2 separate regions of the Mus musculus genome follow, and region 2 is linked to region 1. A link is a contact called in public promoter capture Hi-C data. All regions are on one chromosome and are shown on one strand. Each heading gives the region's core, a stretch centred on a gene start, on an enhancer-like site or on the middle of the called end of the contact. The rest is flanking DNA. Distances are from core to core; before and after follow the strand shown.

Evidence for each region. Promoter capture Hi-C pulls out the DNA fragments that hold promoters and counts their contacts.
Region 2: a contact with region 1 is called in a promoter capture Hi-C map of embryonic stem cells, with 4 times the contacts expected there. The contact joins the promoter of Wars2 here to the promoter of Hao2 in region 1. A contact is called at or near these places in 2 of 39 promoter capture datasets (the 3T3-L1 cell line and embryonic stem cells).

Annotation. Positions count from the first base shown.
Region 1 is chr3:98,890,788-98,896,295 of GRCm38.p6, forward strand. It overlaps Hao2 (hydroxyacid oxidase 2), which reads right to left and starts at 2,443. Exons shown (of 9, transcript NM_019545.4): 1 at 2,366-2,443.
Region 2 is chr3:99,138,128-99,143,635 of GRCm38.p6, forward strand. It overlaps Wars2 (tryptophanyl tRNA synthetase 2 (mitochondrial)), which reads left to right and starts at 2,963. Exons shown (of 6, transcript NM_027462.4): 1 at 2,963-3,061. The coding sequence starts at 2,972.

The sequences.
Region 1 (5,508 bases), core at 1,193-3,692:
CATGCAATGACCTTCAGAATATGAGTGAAGTACAAGTGAATCAGGTTTTTAGATCTCATGTTCATGCCCAGGGTGTCCCATTATGCATGCACAAATATTCCACTACTATAGCTGTATAACTTCCTGATCCCCTAGACTATTAACATTTCCCAGTTTTTTTTTTCCATTTTTTATTAGGTATTTAGCTCATTTACATTTCCAATGCTATACCAAAAGTCCCCCTTACCCACCCACCCCCACTCCCCTACCCACCCACTCCCCCCCTTTGGCCCTGGCGTTCCCCTGTACCGGGGCACACAAAGTCTGCGTGTCCAATGGGCCTCTCTTTCCAGTGATGGCCGACTAGGCCATCTTTTGATACATATGCAGCTAGAGTCAAGAGCTCAGGGGTACTGGTTAGTTCATAATGTTGTTCCACCTATAGGGTTGAAGATCCCTTTAGCTCCTTGGATACTTTCTCTAGCTCCTCCATTGGGAGCCCTGTGATCCATCCATTAGCTGACTGTGAGCATCCACTTCTGTGTTTGCTAGGCCCCGGCATAGTCTCACAAGAGACAGCTACATCTGGGTCCTTTCGATAAAATCTTGCTAGTATATGCAATGGTGTCAGCGTTTGGATGCTGATTATGGGGTGGATCCCTGGATATGGCAGTCTCTACATGGTCCATCCTTTCATCTCAGCTCCAAACTTTGTTTCTGTAACTCCTTCCATGGGTGTTTTGTTCCCACTTCTAAGGAGGGGCATAGTGTCCACACTTCAGTCTTCATTTTTCTTGAGTTTCATGTGTTTAGGAAATTGTATCTTATATCCTGGAGAGATGGCTCAGCGATTAAGAGCACTGACGGCTCTTTCAAAGGTCCTGAGTTCAATTCCCAGCAACCACATGTGGCTCACAACAAAGACAGCTACAGTTTACTCATAGAAATATAATAAATGAACCTTTGGGGCTGGCAAGATGGCTCAGCGGTTAAGAGCACTGACTGTTCTTATGAAGGTCCTGAGTTCAAATCCCAGCAACCACATGGTGGCTTACAACCATCTGTAATGACATCTGACACCCTCTACTGGTGTGTCTGAAGACAGCTACAGTGTACTTACATTTCCCAGTTTTTAAAGACAGATGGGTTTATATGGCTAATCTGCCCAACTGGTTGAGTGTGGTTCTGCCATGGTAGTTCATCTTCCAAAATCCATATCTATGAAATAAAGGCAGCTTGGATTTCCAAATCTCTACTTGGAAAGGGGCAGCCTTATAGGCCAGATGATTTTAAACAAATATGAACAAATGAGCAAATATGTATTTGTACATATACATTTTTATGTTAATCCACTGATGTTTTAGGGTGTATTTTACAACAGTGACTAGCTTTAACATGATATCTAGGCACTGCCCTAAATACTGAAGGTTAAGTGAAAAGCAAGTTTTTCAGGCTCAGCTTTTAAAATACAGTAAAAGTTGGAAGACGGGATTCAGTATTTCATTCTCAGTTTATTGGTATAATTTAGAGTTAAACATGAGTGTTTTCCTAGGGAGAACTACTGGAAATATGGAAAAAATGGTTCCCATTGCTTCTCAAAGGGGACCTCAGATGATTCCCAGTTATCATTTGTACAAGTTCCAGTTGCTACTAAGTTATAAAATCACAACATCACTATCGAGCCCAGGGTTCTTGTAAGAACTAAAGGATTCTGTAAAACTGAGAATGACGGAGTGGTTCCCAGTAAAGGCTTTAGGAGATGTGCATTCTGGGAGGTTGTAGAAGAACATGAAAGGTCCTTCTCCTTTCATTCTGTTTCCTGGTCCATCTATTCCACTCAAGTATTGGCTATCTATATGACAGTACCACCCTGTCTTGGTTCATCTTCTTCTCAGTCCTTCCCAGATTTCTGTGGGAACTGATCACAACCCCAAGAAGCCCTTCTACTGAAGGGAACTCACAACTGCTTCCAAAGAACAGAGTATCTCCAAATAAATGATACAAATTCTCTTTTTTGAAAAATATTAACTACTTCACTTATAAGAAGTAGACCTGTCACAACATTCTTTTTATGGCCAATGTTCCATGTAATGAGCACATTTAAGGGAAGGGACCTTTTAAAAGAACATATTTTGACTAATGTTTTCCCTAAGGATGCATACACATTCGGCTATCTCCAGGTTTAAATTCCCTGGACTGAACTTTTTATGCCAGCAGACTCTTTGATACTACAGCTTTCTTGGGTAATGCTTAAATGTGCCCACCCCTGCCACCTATCTCCATGTAACCTTCTTTGCCAAGCTCTCACTATGACTCCCCTAAATCTCACCCACTATTTCATCTTCTCCTCAAGTTCCAAGCATATAGAAAATACCCCAAGACAAACCTGACACTAAGGTCTTCCAATAGCCAGCAATAGCAGTATGTAGAGGTAGCCATGCAAAGCCTGCTACAGAGGCCCACCGTTCGGCTCTGAAGTAAAATATATTTAAGGATAAACATTAACCTTTTGGTTAAAAAGTTATCAAGGAAGTAATAAATAACCAGTTCAGATTAAAGTTAACCTTGACATAAACTTGAATGGCTTTGCAATATTTGCTGCCAAAACTAGATCTTTACAAGGTATGAAAATCCTGAAATTGTGTTATAAGAGTAAAGTTCTAAATAATAAAGTAGTTGCTTATTAACTTTCCATAAGGGAAGTTATGGTTAATGGTAGGATATAAGTGATTTCAGGTAGAGAGTTAAAAAATATACTGCAATGGGAAAAGGAACATTTGCCTGGGGTGTGGTAACTGGGTAGAGCAGATAATAGCTTCCAAGCCATGGGCAGGAAAATAGTGGGGACTCAGGACAGGGCTGCATAAGAATACTGTGGAGCTCTACATACTGAACTAGACAACCAAATTAATGCAGGAGGCAAACATTAATGTCTCTGACGATAACATGATTCAGTAAAGTAGGATGATAGCTTGTAGAACAAAATGGAACTGTGTGTGTGTGTATATGTGTGTGTGTGTGTGTGTGTGTGTGTGTGTGAGAGAGAGAGAGAGAGAGAGAGAGAGAGAGAAAGAGAGAGAGAGAGAACTGATTTCCTCAAGACAGTCTTGTAGAGTTCATTCAAGCTGACTAATTTATTAATTTCCCAAATCTCCCTTGTCTTCTTAGAGACCAGCTGTTATCAGGTGTTTCTGTATTGCAACAGCATGTGACGTTTTAATTGGTTACAATACACCACAAACATCCCATTAAATATTTTGATTGCCTCATGAGATACATGGATAGATGTTTCCCTCATTTTTCAGAACAATGAATGTGGTAAGCTAACCTGCTCAAAGCCATGACCAGTGTGAGGGTTAATCTTGACTGTCAGCTTGATGGGATTTGGGGTCACTTAGGCAGTGCTCCTCTGAGTGTGTACGGGTATGGGCATTTCTAGAGTTTGAGTGAGCTGAACAGATCTCATCAGGAAGTTGTGGGGCACCATCCCACAGGCTGTTACCCCAGACTTAATAAAAAAGAAAGCAAGTTGATATAGTGGCTCATGCTTGCAATCTAGGCATTCCAATGGCCAAGGCATCAGAATTTTCAAAAGTTCAAGGCTAGCCTGAACTACTTAGTGAGATTGAGGACCTCATGAACTACAGCATAAAGCCCTGTTCAAACAAAGCAAAGCAAAGCAAAGCAAAGCAAAGCAAAGCAAAGCAAAGCAAAGCAAAGCAAAGCAAAGCAAAGCAAAAACAGAATAAAACCAGACTGAACAAGCAAAACAAAACAAAAGAAAAATTGGGGAGCAGGAGCAGCCACCATTTTGCTTCCTGACTATGGATATCATGTGATCACCTACCCTCTGTTACCGCTATAATGGACTCTCCCGGCTCCCTTTTAACAGGGAGCACGAATAAACCCTCCCTTCTTTAAGTTGCATTTCTGGAACACTTTCTCATAGTGATGAAAAAAAATATGATGAATACAAACACTAATAAGTACAGTTAAGATCTAAACCCTACTTGACCTGAACACTGCTGTGGGAAAACTGCTAATTACGGTGGAAGTCTACCATTAACTGGATGGCCTTCTGGGGCTCAGCACGAATGGAGGACTCCCTCCATTAGCAGAGTTTCTCCTTCTCTGACCTTGTCTGGGGAATTCTAAGCCCCCCACACACACACACACTCACCTCTACTTGAAAAATGTCACATAACCTCAACTAGTTTATAAGATCCTTTCTCTTGACAAAACCTGTTCACCCAGCACCTGAGATTTTCCTGAAATGCTTCCCCAGGCTAATGAAGCATTCCAGGTACCCTAAGGTCTCCAGCCAATGACCTTTGCCCATCCTGGATGTCCCTGCCCTCAGACCCCCAAACTTTTGTAAGCTTTGAATCACCATAAGTAAAGTTGCTCTGCCTACTGCCTGCCTGGTCCTGGTGTGGTTTACTCACCATGTGTACTCACAGGGAATCTGAACTCCCGGTTCGACGCCACTGCCCTTGTGGGTTGTTTCGGCCATGAGGATGGGAAGACGCCACATACTGCCACAGTAGAACTTCAAGGTCATATAATGGTCATGGGAACGAGACCTGATCCTCTTCTACAATCTGCAGTGTTAGTTTAAAAGTCTGTTGCCCAAACTTTCCCTACTCTGTTTGGAGTCGGTAGAAATGATAGTTTTCTGGCCACTAGATGGCAATGCTATCTCAAACATGCTTTCAAAACCGCCTTCAGTTAATCTGGAAATTCCTTTTCCGCGGCAGTTAAACCCTTTGTATTCAGCCCTGGGGCATACCTGTGGTCAACTCTGACATCACTTGGACAGCATATAGTATTTTGATTGACATTTTCCATTACATCTTGAAGCAAATCTCTGTGTTCCACATAGCAGATCATGGGAAGATGAAGGTTTAGTTTCAATTTATGTTACCGTGTGTGTGTGTGTGTGTGTGTGTGTGTGTGTGTGTGTGTGTGTGTGTGAATGTATTATTTGAGACAGGGTTTCAAATAATAAACGAGACAATTATTTGAGACTGTCCTAGAACTCACTCTATAACAGGCTGGCCCCAAACTCAGAGACCTACCTTCCTCTGCCTCCTGAGTGCTGAAATTAAAGTCATGCACCACCACTGCCATACTTATTAACCTCTGACATTACTTGAATCCTTTTGTGTCCCATTTCTTCACACCATCTCTCAAACTATGATGAGAAATGTCCTAGTTTGTTTTCTGTTGGCTGTGGGGAGGAAAGTGTTTATTCTACCTTACCAAGTTATTATTATTATTCCCTCTATTATTGAGGGAAGCTAAGGAAAGAACCTGGAGGCAAGAACTGAAGCAGAAGCCACAAAGGAATGCTGCTTACTGGCTTGTTCCTTGTGACTTGTTCAGACTGATTTTTTTTTTTAACATAGCACAGGACCACCAGTCCTGGGGTGACATTGCTACCAGTATGTCAGACCCTCCTGCCTCAATCATTAATCAAGAAAATGCCCAGAGTCTTGTCTAGAAACCAGCATGATGGATACATTTTCT
Region 2 (5,508 bases), core at 1,713-4,212, 250 kb after region 1:
AACTGGCTCTAGTAGGCTTTGTGTTTTTTTTTTTTTTACTTTCAGTTGTTGCTTCTGCCTGTTAAAAGAATCCCTATCTTTTTTTAAACCTTAAGTCATATAACTTGATAAAATAAAATTTAGACTTAAAACATATATTTGCTCTGTGTAAGATTCTTTCCTAAGTGATTGGAGAAATGTTAAGATTCATGACTTTTGGTAGTATAATAAATACTGTATAGTCTTTGTCTGTGCAACAACTCAGCTGAGTGACACCTTGAGTTACAAAGTTACCACTATGGTGCAGAAAAAAATAAACTCTAACAACATCTTACAGTCTACAAATAATAACCTCAAAGTACTGTAAATGCATTGATGATGCATTAACAAAAAGTAAATCTTTTACCAAGACTGAATCCAGATTTTTCTGTTGCCTCGTTTTTGTAATCTGTCTGTTGTATAAGTTTGAATCTGTGCACATGTGAATGATGTCATGAGAATCTATCCCTGTGTCTGTGTGTCCCTAGCAAAAGGCTTTTGCTCTGTATTTATTGAAACAGAAAAGCATCTCATGGGGAAAATATGGATACTTTAACAGAATCTTTAACAAAATTTTACAAAGGATGGGACTTTACTGATTCCAAGTGACCCAGCTAGAAACAAAATCCATCAAGCAATAGCTACATGCTGCTTCCAGCATTTGTGGTGGATTTGTTGTGAGGTTTCGTTCAACCGATTTGTTGCTTTAAACAAATGACTACCATATAACGTACAGAGACATATATGCTTTGCTCTGTAGGTCAGAGGCATGGAAGGGTATGTATCTTAATATTATAGCAAAGCATTAGCTCCAGTTATAAAGGTTGATTGCCTGGGAAATACGAGGCAAATAAGGTTGGTTATTACATTGTTCTCTTTTTTATTTTTTGGAATTATATCATTTCCTCTGTCCCTTGCTCTCTTAAAGGCAGATTAAACAGGCTCAGTACACAGAAGCATAGCAATCTTTATTGACTTCAAGGGGTATTATTAACTTATCTGTGAGGGCCAGCAAAAGTATGTAAGGGATATTTTCATAATAATGTAAGAGATGTTTTCCTAATAATGAGTCACAACAGCAAATGATTTATTCAAACATTATGGTATTGAAGGCGAGTATTGATAAAGTGTCTTTACTGAGAACGTGTCCTGGAGATATCCCCCCCCCCCATTAAAATGTTACCAGTACTAGATAGGCACCTGGGCAGAAGACTCTGAAAATGCACTGGCATCACTGGCTTGATGCCAGGGTTTTTTATTCTGCAATCTGGATAGCTAAGAACATTAGAAGTCTAATGTTAACTCCTGGGGTTATAATCTAATTAATTATATAGCTATGCAAATAGTAATACTTTGCTTTCTATCTGAAGACTAGACACCTAAGGCATTTATAAAACCCCATGTTACAGTAACCATTGTCTATATCTTCTCTTGACTGGCTTTGTCCTGGGCTTCTGCTACACCATGTGTCTTGGGTTTTCTATTAATTCCTGGCCACTTTATTTCCATTACTCGGCCACTTTTTATTCTAAATTCAATCTAGTTTATTCAGTTTTTGGAGTCTATTACCATGTTTTGTAGCTCAAGTGTCCCGTTGGCTCTATACTCGGGTATGTAGTCAAAGTGCATTGCACCTGGAAATACATGTGCCTCAAATTTTAACAACAAAATCATATTGTTATGTTCTGCTGAGGGCGGAACCATGGCTTCTTCAGCTTTCTCCACCTCATACCTGTAATTCCTTCCCTGCTCACTTCCAGTTACTCTGGAACAATTGCATGCTTCTAAGATTTTATTGTATGACTGGAGTTTTATCTTACTTTAGATTTCAACTCCTCGGGAGTACAGGCATCTCAAATACAGCTTACTGCCTATGAATCTTTGATAATTTCCAGTATGTGTTTCTTAGACTAATATAACCAATGCAATGGGATTGTGTCAAATCTGCTCTTTATATTTTTTACTGATTTTTAATCTGAGAGTTTTCAGTTCACTGAGAGAAGTCATCATCTTTACACAAAACATCTTCCATCAAGCATCACTGGTGTCATTGTTACTGAACCTCCGCGGAGCACTGCAGCTCTAAGCATTGTCCACTCTGAACTTGGTACTTGCTTCTATATCACCTCGTCAGTATGCATAATTCATTCTCTGAACCCATGAGACCCCACACTTCCGGAAGGCAAGGTACACACATATCCATCAGTGTTTCACTCAGGGCACTAGAGTAAAGTTGCAGACCCGATGACCAGCATGTAGGTCTCAAAAAGTCATTTATGGTCCTCTAAGAGAAGCAGGCTTCATTCTTAAGAGACACGAATGGAAAGCTGCATCTGGAAGCTTGATTAAAAAACAAACAAACAAACAAAAAACTACATGACTTTTTCCTGTAAGAAATAAGTCAATGGAGGGAAAATGAAATAAACCCAGTTCAACTTCAAAACTGTGAGAGCTGACGTTTATTGGTCTAAGGTTCAGTATCAATGAACACAGGATAGCAAGTCATGTAGTTTTGTATTAGAGAGCAGGTGGTGAGACATGGCTTTGCCAGAATCATTGACTGCTTTTCTTCGGAACTGCAGGGTGAGAAATTACCTATTTTTTTCCACCTTTGGTCTCCAAGGAAATCCGAAGGTGCTAGGATTCCAGGAGCCGTGGGTCTGTTTTTAGCCTTCGTTTAGGGTGGGTGATTTCCTTTACTTCCACGTCTAAAGAGCAACAACTCATTTCTTGAGTCTCCCTCAAGGAAGCTGGCACAAAGGAGAAGATGGTCGGGAAAACACTAAAGCCTAGGGCCACCTATTCCAAGGCGCACCTGCGCTGCAAACTTAGGAAACATCGGTACTGAGCTACTTTGGCCAGCGGCAGCCCAGAGGACAGGCGCATGCGTAGTAAGCACAACTCGGCTCGCCCGCAGACGTCATTCCGGGCCGGCGGCCCCGCCCTTCTCAAGATGGCGCTGTTCTCTGTGCGGAAGGCCCGTGAGTGCTGGCGCTTCATCCGGGCACTTCACAAAGGACCCGCAGCAACTCTGGCTCCCCAGGTAACCCGAGCCGGTCTTCTGCTTTAGGTCTCCGATCCTGCGAGCGCCTTCCCGCTCCCCTTCCCTTCCGCCACTTATTTCTCCCTTCCTGCTTCCTGTAAAGAGCCCTCCACACTTTCTCTCCGAGGTCCACTAGCCTATGACTGTCCCCAACTCAGACCACAGCGACGTTGCACACATGTGACCGCAGGAGGTGCTGCTGCTGGAAAGCACACGCCGCCGGGCCGCGTGGCCAGTGTTGCCTGGCAACGCAGGAAGCCATCTCCTGAAAGAGTGTGACGTTATCAGAAACTTAGTTGCTCTGCGATCGATCGTTCTCTTGCGCACCGTTCTGTTACGTTTTTAGCCTCCTCCCCCTTACAACTTCCCGGGGTGCAGCGGAGAAATCAGAAAAGTTTTCTTAGAATTGGGTTGTTTAGGTTAGTGCAGTAGCTAGCGTGTGGAACGCGAGCAAGAATCGGTGCTCGGTGATCCTTAGGCGCCTGCATCTACCAGGCCCTGTAACCAACAGCAACAAGCTGCCGAGGTACTTCATAGTGTTGCTTGCCTGGCAGCACTGCGATTACCACGACTGAGCTGATGAGCATGATATATTATGTCGAGCCCCGCCACATTTGCATTTTATCCTCAGAGCCAAAAGGTGTTGGGGAATTTGCTTTGTTCTGACAAGCACAAAACATCCCAGAATATATCAGTTTGACATAGATGATCTCGGAAGTCTTGTCTGAGAGCGGGAAGGAAACTTGAACTTCTGTGATGAAGTAATTTTTACACATTGCATATTCATAGCCATTAATGCACAGATATGACATGAGGGTGTCATGTTGTAACTGATGTATTATTGGAAAGCTTTCTGGCCTGGTCCTAAAAGTTCCTGGCTTTTTCTAACATTTGCTAGCTGTGTTACAGAACCAGTTGTAATCCTCTGGGCAGATGGAATAGAGGGAGAATTGGAGTGATTGGCATGTTGATGTACTTCCAAGACTGGAAAGCTTATGGGTTCATGACTATGAAGGTAAAACATAGCCAGCAAGAGTAGATGAAACTAGCATGTAATATTATATTTTGAATCATCCCACAAGTTACTCATTCTCTGAACTTACTTTTTTTTTCTTTAATGTAAACTTCACAAGATTCTTTACGAATAAAAGACACAATACTAGAAATTCAGCAAACAACTATTCAAATGTTACTTTACATTTTAAGAAACAGTGTTAGTTAAGAATTGATTCCGGCTTTAATCATCAAATGTTGTTTTTCTTGAGGTTTGGGAATTTCATTTTTTGGAATCTGATAGGCATATTAATGTGTATACAACCAAGAATATCTAGGACAGATTACTGTTTTTAAACCCTTGATTTCACTTTAAATATAAAGAATTAAATGTTAAAGTTAGTTTCTGCAGTGTTATAATGCATATCAGTTAAAAATGATAGCATGAAAGATTAAGGCAAGCCCAGTCTGGTGGCAGAGGCCTGGAATCCCAGCTATTCTGGTGGCAGAGGAGGAGGGGAGGGGGTCACAAGTTTAAAACCAGCCTGGGTGATTAAGTGAAATTCTTTGTCTCAAAATAAAAAGTGAGAGGATAGCTAAGTGGCAGGATGCTTGCTCAGTACACATGATGATGCAGGTACCAAAGCACTGATGAAGTTCTCCTGAAAGACTGATGGAAAAGATTAAACACTGTGTTCAGAATATGATGGCAGCAGTGTTTGCACAGAAGTGTTTACTCATAGGAAGAAAGACTGGAAGGAAAACAACCATTTTTGATGGGCTTTGTTCATCCTAAATAGTGGATTAAAAGTAATTGAAGCGTGCTTTAAGCCTTTGTTTTTGTGTGTTTCAAATTGCAGATATATCACTTTTATAACCAGGAAAATTTAAAAGCATAAATCTTCCTACAAACCTATAGTCACTGATGCTGTTTGGGCATTTTAAGTTTCTGAAAGAGATACCTGTCCTCTATGGCCATTATTAAAGTGGCCTTGGAAAAGGACTCCTAAAAATTTATGGCCACTCTTCCTGTGTGTGTCTTCTTTTTCTATTGAAAAGCGTCCTTTGAAGTCAAAGGGATTTTGTGAGCAGATGCAGAAATATGTGAAGAAAGAATTGGATTCTCAAACCAGATGCACTGGACATTTTTATGACATCTCATAACCTTTGTAAAAAACAAAACATTATTTTGTAAAAGCATATTATAATAGAAAGACATGCGTATTTATCATATAGGTGGTTTTATGAAACCAGGGGATGGTTAGGTTACTTGGTTATTGATTTAGGCTGTGCACTTGCCCCCTGAGGTGGGAGCAGACACGGATGAGCCACGGTGGGTTTTTGTTGGAAACTGACTGACTGAATGTATTGTGAACCTTAAGTTGTTTTAATGCTCTGCAAAAAATCTTTTTAACAGCATCTTGGTTAAGAAGTGTGGCATTAGTAAGAAGTGA